Regions from separate parts of the Lactuca sativa genome. Here region 2 is linked to region 1. Evidence: chromatin contacts called from public Hi-C data. All regions are on one chromosome and are shown on one strand. Each heading gives the region's core, a stretch centred on a gene start, on an enhancer-like site or on the middle of the called end of the contact. The rest is flanking DNA. Distances are from core to core; before and after follow the strand shown.

The links. Hi-C and Micro-C count contacts between places; a contact is called where the count stands out from the background.
Region 2: a Hi-C map of seed shows a contact between it and region 1, with 3 times the contacts expected there. The contact joins the promoter of LOC111896330 here to the promoter of LOC111896317 in region 1. A contact is called at or near these places in 2 of 4 Hi-C or Micro-C datasets (leaf and seed).

The regions. Positions count from the first base shown.
Region 1 is chr3:153,995,143-154,000,103 of Lsat_Salinas_v11, forward strand. LOC111896317 (proline dehydrogenase 2, mitochondrial) reads right to left here and starts at 2,577. Exons shown (of 4, transcript XM_023892330.2): 1 at 1,866-2,577; 2 at 1,026-1,674; 3 at 493-733; 4 at 97-398. The coding sequence starts at 2,453. The coding sequence ends at 296.
Region 2 is chr3:154,334,786-154,339,310 of Lsat_Salinas_v11, forward strand. It overlaps LOC111896330 (probable inactive ATP-dependent zinc metalloprotease FTSHI 3, chloroplastic), which reads right to left and starts at 2,300. Exons shown (of 5, transcript XM_042900311.1): 1 at 2,133-2,300; 2 at 1,035-2,035. The coding sequence starts at 2,142.

The DNA.
Region 1 (4,961 bases), core at 1,327-3,826:
TTATGACAAGTTGACTCCACAAGCCAACAAACGGAGGCCGAAATAAGGGAATTTTCTCATCGTTATAACACAAGTCAAATACGTCAAAAAAACAACTTTTAAACAAGTAAAATAATAATCTTATTCCAAAGTCTCCATTTATTAACTTCCATGAACACAAAAAGCACCTCTTCCACTACTTTGGTATATCCATAACCAAAATCCCAACACAACACATATTTATCCTAAACAAAGCAAGAGGCCTTCTTTCCCCAAATATCTTCACTATTTACACTTTTTCCCCTTCATTTCCCCCCTAATTTAACTTCACAATCGAACCCGCATCCGATTTAAAACTCCTCTCACTCTCTTCAAACCCTTGTCCAACATAACCCTTCATCCTCCTCTTCAACTCCTTCCTGTAAAAACACAAACAAAAGTACACAACAATCAAAATCATCACCCAATTACATAACATCAATGTACTTTAAAAACCCATAAAATCCCACTTACATCATCAATTGTCGATCAAGATTCGAAGAAGACAACAACCCTTTATTCTCTTCTGCTCTTCGAAGAAGATAAGGCATGATTTGATCAACTGGCCCAAATGGTAAATACTTGCTTACACCAAATCCAGCGTTTCGCAACCCAAATGTCATCGCTTCTGCCATTCCATAAAGTGAGGCAAACTCAAGCTTCTCACTATCTTTCCCAATTCCCAAATTTCTTGCCTTTTGTGCAGCTAATTTTCCTGTTAAATTTCAAAAAAAAGTGAAAAAAGTTAGATTGAATTCGTTTAGTAACAGAGATCTTGAATGTCGTCTCAAGAAATACCTCGGATTTCGAATAGTTTTCAACCATCGGTTTTCAAGAACCAATACAAGTACAACAATCCTGATTCACAATACATTTTTTATCAAATTTTGTGCACTTCGTTTATCTTTTCGATACGTTTAAAATACGAATTCAAGACACAAATCGTGGAAATGATTCAAAACAACAATACCCAGAATAAAAAAACTCAAAAAGATTCAATCTTTTACCTGATTCAAGATTATGGGTAGCGAGAATGAGTCCACCGGGTCCATTTGAGACTTCATCAAGCATAAACGAAGCACAATCGTTGTAACAATTGTGTGTATCGATGATGCTATTATGAATGGGAGATTCAACGTTTAAAGAATTAGCCAATTGGGATTCACTCGACATGTAAGCGCCTCTAACTAACTTGAATCCAACTGGTAATCCCATTTGATCGGCGGCTTTCTTGGTGGCGTACAGCCGTTCGCCGGCGTCTTTCAGGTAAGCTTGGATTGTGCCGAAAATTAAGGGCTTTTCGCCATTGTTGTACATGACAGCGGCTGAGTATGTAAAGTAATCGATTCCTGGTTGGATTGAAGTGTCTTCAGCATCGATTACTACCGGAACTTTGGATTCGATGCTTTTGTTGCAGATTTTTACGAGTCTCTGATGGGCTAATTCGAGATCGTGTTCTTCTTCGGGTGTTAATGGTGATGGTTTTTCTAAAGTGTGGTAAAATGGGCTTGATTCTGAAAAGATCGGAAGGGTTTTAAGCTTCCATGGAAGATTCGTCGATGAAGAATTCTTGTATTCCCATCGAAGAAGATCACTCACCCTTTTAAGTAAAGAAATTGGACAAATTGCAGTGATCTTCACAACCACGAAGCTAACCTGTTTTCAAAAAAAAATGATTAATTTTACAAAGATTCACTGTATCAAAGAATCAAAATCATTTCGTGGTACGAATCGTACATGGGTTTTTTTAAATCAAGAAATATAAAAAGGGAATCTTGAATTGAGAAAATATAAAGAAAATCAGAATAAAATATTTGAAAAATCATGGAAATGTAAAAACAACTTACAGAAGAAGGAGGTAAAGATTGTGTTGATTCAACAGTTTTGATGAATTCTTGAGCGTTTATATCACAAGATTCATTATCAATCGCATGTTCTAAACCATAATCCAACATCCCTCTCAACCCGGATTCCCAAAGCTTCTTAACAGTCCGACCCGTTTCTTCCGTATCCGCTCCGGCAACAAAATGTTCATACGACGTATGTTTAATGACACCCAAAACAATCTCTCTAAACAAACCCACTTGCATGAGCCTAGACTTCATAACCCAAACACCCATATCCACCACCGGCTCCACCGCCGCCAGGTTCAGGTTCGCCGCCGACCGGAGAAGTTTCCCGGTTGTAACGGATGAGAACAAACCTTTCGTATCCTCGAAATCGAATATGGCGTCACGTGAATGGTCAGGAACGATGGTGGTCGTCGGTGGTGTTGGTGGCGGAGTTGGGAAGATTGTTGTTGCCGTTGTGTTGATGGTTGTTCTTTGTGCAGAACGGAATCTTGGTGTGGTGAGGGTGGTGGTAGGGGATGACTTCACACGGTGGACAAATGATCGGATCAATTTTGAAGAGGAGCCATTGGTGGTCATGGCCATCAATGGTCGACGGTGATTGGTGGTTGTGGTGGTGGCGACTAACGACGGTTGATGAAGAAGACGTTGAAAAACAACGGTGTTGCTAAAATGCTAATTTTTAGGGTGTAATAACAAACCAGTTTTTTTTTGTGAGGATGACTTGAAACATAGCAAGGTATATATAGGAAAAAATATGTAAATTCGGGTTGGATCCGAAACCCGACCCGTTTCACGTACGTTTCGGGTTTTTTGTGGAAATTGATCTATCCATATTTGGAGGGAGTAAATTTTGGAAAAGTAGAAAAATCCGTATTTAGTTATGGTGTAGTGGGGTCCATGGGATTTGGTGTGGACCAGGGGTAAAAATGTCATAAAAGGAAGTGCTAAAGTCACGGGGTTGAGACCGGAGATTCTGTTTCGACAAACTAGTCGGCACCGCCAAAGTAGAAAGATTCCGTGCCGGAAAGTTTCATAGAATATTCTCCTCAGATTCTTCACAATGATTTTATAAAAATAAAAATAAAAATGTAATTGAATCTACTTTATAATTTCATTCTTTTTAAATTTTTAATGTAGTGTAATTTAATTGATCTTAATTGATTTATATATTTATAGGTTTTTTTATATATAATTTATATTTTATAAAATTGTATAGTATATAATTTTCAAATATAAATTATTATGTATAAAAAAAATTATTGTATACGAATCAACATACTTTTTTTTATAAATATACTACAAAACATGAAATAAATTTTTGCTACTTATTAAATCAAAATATATAATACGTTTTGAAGTAGTTAATGTAAGTATGTTACAAAATTAATGTTTTTAACTAATGCTATGTTTGTTATAGTTTGGTTAAATTTTATAGAGTGTTCCACATAATATTTTCTATAAAAAGTTATTGGCTAGTTTTATTTTTTTTCCAACTGTTTGAAGGATATGACTATATGAGTGTTAAAATTTAAATTTACTGTTTAATTAAATCTGGATATGTCAAAACAAGAAGAAGATTTTAATATTTTGGGTAAATTTTGCTTATATTTTTGAATATTTTCATAGTTATGTCTATATTCTTTTACAATTTCAAATTATATGTATATCCTTATAAGCTTATAAACTCACATATATAACAAAATACTTAATTTAACCTATTTAAAATTTAAAAACATTATCTTTAAATTGATTTCTTATTATTAAAATACTAATTAACTTGTAACATTACAATATTACAGTTCTTTCATATTACTATTCTCATCCTATTTACTTGATAAATCCTTACAAAATACTCAAACCCACATTGGAGTTAGTTTTTCCATGATCTTACCTAAAGAACCGGAGGAAGAAAAAAAATTTGCTTAGACGAGAATAATTGTAGTTCTCCTAAATCAATTGTAGAAGATGAAATATATTGTTTAGTAATCGATTAAAATATGTAATTAGCAGGTTTTGCTAATCGACTATTCAGAATATTAAGCAACAAAGAATCATGTCATGAATAACCATACTGTGAATATGGAAACCGATTATGAGAATGATTGCAAATATGTATATTACTAATTTAGTTATAATATAATTTAAAGATTGTTTAACTTTTTAAATATATTAGTTCTCATTAAATTATATATATATATATAATGTGTGTCAGTAAGTTTATACGTTTTATAAGGATATATATTAATTTGAAGTTTTACAAGGATATGAACGTAATTATAAAAGTTTATAAGGATATAAACGAAATTCTTCCTAATATTTTTATATTTTTTCATATAATGTATATTTTTTGGAAAGAAAATCAAGTTATTAAAGTATATGAATCTCCATATATTTAATTTCTCATCTTTTAATATGGGATATTTTAATTAATAACGGATAAATAACTTAAAAAGCGTTAGAAAGCGCATAAAAACGAGGATAATGATATCTTATTTAATTTGGTATCCATTTATTTAATTTGATTTCTATTTATTTAATTTATTATGAATCTTGTTCTATATTTAAAATAAATATACTTAAGTGAAGCAAAAAAGGGAAAATAAAATACGGAAGAATCCGGAATCTGTTGATAAAAGGGCAGGTAAAGTAGACAACTCAGGAAGATTGTGGGTCCGGTTCACTCACGCATGGTACCACAAGTCCATTTTTGTCAATTTCTGTATAGAAATTAAATATCTCCAACTTTTTCTTTTTATCTTTTTTATTTTTGGAAGATAGAAAAATGTAATAAAAATTTATCAAACTTGTATGGTTTTATTGATACATTTTTCAATACATATCTAGATTGTACCAAAAAATACAATTATTAATTAGCCGAAAATAACTTTACAACTGACTAATAAAAATTTTTGTTAAAATTGATCGTTCAATCCTAATCATTAATCTTTTCTTTGAAAATCTTGTTTAGAAATATGAACTTTTGTTATAATTGGTCGACCTTTTCTTTTAAAAATCTTATCACATAATTGACTAGTTCACCGATTGACTAATAAGAAATACGACGAGAATCCAAATTAGAAAAATATGGTC
Region 2 (4,525 bases), core at 1,050-3,549, 340 kb after region 1:
TAAAGCTGTGTGTAAGGCGGTAAACTGGCAGGGAAGTGTGGGCCAGTTAAGGGGTTGTTGGAAGAATAACCATTTTGAAGAAACTAGTCATTGCAACTTAGGCTATGTTTGACAGACTAACTGAAAAGCTACCTGCTAGCTTATGGCTATGTTTGGCGTGATAGCTGAAAAGCTAGTTGTTAAGTAAAAAGTCAACTGGTAGCTGAAAGACATAAAATGATATTTAAAAAAAATGTATTTCTATAATTAATTAAGGGGTATATTTGAAAATTTTAAAAAAGCTCCTAAAAAGTTAGTCTAAGTAGCTTTTTAAAAAGCTAGCTTATAAGCTACTTGTTGGTTTGCCAAACATGAAAACTTAAAAGTAGCTCGAAATATAAACTAGCTTATCCGCTAGCTGTGGCGCGCTAAACACAGCCTATAAGCTAGGTTACAAAAAAAAACGTTCCATAAAAACTAGTTGATAAGCTAGTTGGAAGATATATAATAACATAAAAGAGCATTTAAAAGAATCATGTTTTTTCAATAATTAATTAAGGGTATATTCGGAAGATTTTAAAAAAACTCCTGAAAAGCTAGTCTAAGGTTGTGTCTTGCGCGCCACAGCTAGCTTAGTTTTCGAACTTTTTTAAGTTGTCATATTTGACAAGTCAAAAACTAGCTTTTTATAAAGCTACTTTCAGGAGATTTTTAAATACTTTCCATATATACCCTTAATTAATTATAAAAATAACATTTTTCTAAATGTTCTTTCATGTCATTTTATATCTTCCAGCTAGCTTTTCAGCTAATTTTTACCAAGCATCAATTTTTTCAGCTAACAGCTAGTATGCCAAACATAGTCTTAGATACAGTAGCTTATCAGCTACTTTTTGGCTTGTCATGTCAATTTAAAAAAGCTCAAAAAATAAGCTAGCTGTGATGCGCCAAACACAGCTTTAGAATAAAGTATAGTTTGATTTGTTGTACTTCCACATAAAGAAAGTTAAAAAAAAAAAAAACGTCATCACATTAAAGAAAAAAAGAAGGGTTACCTCCATAAGCTCTACTTTTGCAGTATCAACACCTTCAACATCTTCAAAGTTAACTACTTGATTGCTAGGCCTTCGTTTTTTTGCAGGGCTATTAGCAGCAGAAAGTTGGCGATAAAGAAGCCACATCAATGGAGTTAATGGAATCCAAAGGGATATAATCGTAATTAAGATACTTCTCATTGACATTAACATTGATTGTGGAGATGAACTATATGTAATCCCTTTCTCTCTCATCAATCCAAGAAGATAACTCTCATCATGGTCGATCTTTCTTGTTGAGTATTGCCACTCGGGTAATGACGATTTTGTCCTTGTCAATTTTCTTAACACATTTGAACTTGTAATGTCATCTTTCTTTACAGAATTTTCGTCATCATCGTTTATTCCACTGTTCTTGTTTTCTGAATTTTCTGAATTTTGAGGGGTTTCTACTCCAATTGAGCCAGTATTGTAGTATATTTTTCGTGATCCTTCCTCAAATAGAACTTTTATAACAGATCCACTTTGAATATTTGTAATTAAGTCTGAATATGGGACGATTTTAGGAGTTGGCATTGATGTTAACTTCAAGAACAAATAACACAACCCTAATACAACAGAAATCGAAGTGGATAGAGTTACTTTTTTCATGTTTTTGCGAAGGTAAGTTCCAAGGTCGTTTAACATAGAACGAATTGATACCCTTTTCAATCTTGAAGAGAGTAATCGCAACCTTGGTTGTAGTCTAAGCTTAAATCCCTTTCGCAAGAAACTAGGCTCCCTGTTCCTCGAATGGTTTTCTTTGTTTCCGTTTTCGTTAATCAGGGACCTAATACTTGACAACCTCTTTTGCGATTTAAAATTTACTGAAGGAAATGAATGTGAACTGTGGCATGAATTGGACACTGAATAAGACGGGATTTTGCATTTCATCGAACACCTGGTGTGCATAACACGAAGCCTTGACATTCCAGAACTACTCAAGGATCCACTGTTCAGTAGAACAGGAAAGGCTGCCATTTCTACAGACATCGCATTCAAATTTCCCATGAAATTTCAAAGATTAACATAGACCCAGACAGAATTTCAACCCAAATTAGACTTCTGCAAACAACTTACCTTGTCCCATAAGCTTGGAAACTTAACAGAAGCATCTAGTTGTTCTTGATGATACGGAATCCGTTTCCAATTCCTTCGTTTTTGTAGTTTCACAGTATCTTTCAGATGATGAGAAATCGTTTCTGATGTTCAAGAAGCTTATCCAGCAGTTTTCAAGGAAATATCATCAATAATATCCGAGGGGCTTTAATTTCCTAAATGGCAGAATACCATGTCAATTTTTCACTTTAGTCCCTATAATATCCAGAGGTGATATCTCGACCCCTTCTAAACCCTCTTTGTCACTACAAATATACAAATTGTCAAATCCATTTAATTATTTAGAGAAATGAATATTCTACATGTAAAATGAATACGGAAATTGACTTGTTAGGGTAATGAACTTATTGAAAGTGTTCACATTTGGGTAACTATTTTTACATATGTAGGCAACGGACTTGCTAGAAATGTTCACATATGATAATTATGATCGGCTATAGCAAGTTATAGCTTATGTAGCGTATATGTGGCAGAGATAGTTACCAAGGAGGATAATGAACTATAGGTTTTGTTCACATCTAGGCAATTTTCTTTTTTGTTCACATTCGACCATCCAGCTTGTTAAAGTTGTTCACATAATACAATTGTTTCATAGATGTAAATTTGTAGGTGAAGCCAGGAATATTCGCTTCACTCGTGTTACCTCAAACCACTTATGACCTTCTTTGGTAATGTGTCACCAATTAGTACCCCCATTGTACTAATACAATGCAAAAACTCTTAATATATATGTAACATCCCGATGATGAGGTATTTTCAATTTTAACCCTAAGTATGAAAGAATATTGCATTTTGACCATTGGGCTTGAAAATGATTACATGAATGGCCGATAGTGGCATTTTGGTGATTTTGGACAAATAGGTAGTACGATGGGCATACGTGTGTACACTGAGCGTACTAGGGCGGACCCTAGTACGCAGGGTGTACGCAAGAAAACTTCAAACCCTAATTTTAGGGTTTGGTCCATATATAAACATCATTAACTCTTCATTCTGCATTCCCTTTCTAACCTCCAACCTTCATTTCGTCCTTAGCAAACTTAATCCCTTGTATGTGATCATTTGAGCTCAAAAGTGTGTGTTTTTTGGTGCTTTTGAAGCAAGGTGAAGAAAGAAGCATCATCTTGGAAGATCAAGACCTTCTAGATCCAAGAACACCTCACGTTCAAGATCCATTTTGAGGTATAAAGTTATGAACTTGATTATTCTTTGCATAGATCTAAGTTAGCCATGGAGTTTATGTACTTTGGGTCCCATTATTTGGGTATTTTGAGTATGAGCTACTCTAGTCCATTTAAGCTGTCCTTTCAGTCACTTTGAGGTGTTTAGAAACATCAAAATGTAGTATTGATCATGCCTTTCCTTCCATGCATGTGTTTTAAGGTCTTAGTGGGTTAAGTGGTTGAGGTTTTGATGTTAAGACCTTATTGGCCATGTAAGACCATAATGTTGGAAACTTTATGGTCAAAAATGTTATTTGGGACTTAGATCTGCTTTTGGACGTGATAAATCGGACTAATAAACTCTTAATCGGTTAAGAAGGTAGCTGTTGCGTACGCTGGGTGTACCAAATGGTATGTTGCACATGTGCAAAATTAGCCTCGATACCTCGGACCTGGAGTACACCCCGCGTACGAAGCCTGAGTCGACTCGGCTGTGTTGACTCGGTTAACTTGTGGATTTTGACCAACTTTGACCAAGGGTATTTTGGGAAAAAATTATTAATTTAGAATAGGAAATGTTTTGACATTTAGGACTTGGGTTGAGCCGGTTGTTGGAGTGGGGAGTTATTCAGACTACATTCAGACTGTGAAGTGAGTTTTCCTCATTGTACTTATGGGTCAAAGGTACCAAGGCCGACCCATTGGATTAATATCCTGGTTACTGTATGTTGATATGTTGTAGTGATCTGTTAGATCTGTATCCTAGTATATATGTGTTATGATGTAGTGATCTGTTAGATATATATATATTATGGTATATAGGATGTTTCTATGTTGTAGCGATATGTTAGATTTGTATACTGGTATATACGATGTAGCTATGTTCTAGTGATTTGTTAGATCTGTATCCTGGTATATAGGATGTTGTTATGATGTAGTGATATGTTTGATCTGTATGACTACCTGTACCTGCTAGTTATTTATTGTTATGGTATATGTTGATATGTGTTGGTATACTGGGTTGAGTCGGACCAGCTGTGTAATGACCCAATTTACAAAACAAAATTTTCATTTTTAAATATTCAAAACCACTTTCCATAAACTATAAAATCTCAATACATTTGTTTTCAAATTCTTAACAATAACAATATTATTCCAATCATCAGAGTGTCCCATAAAAAATGCCTGAGA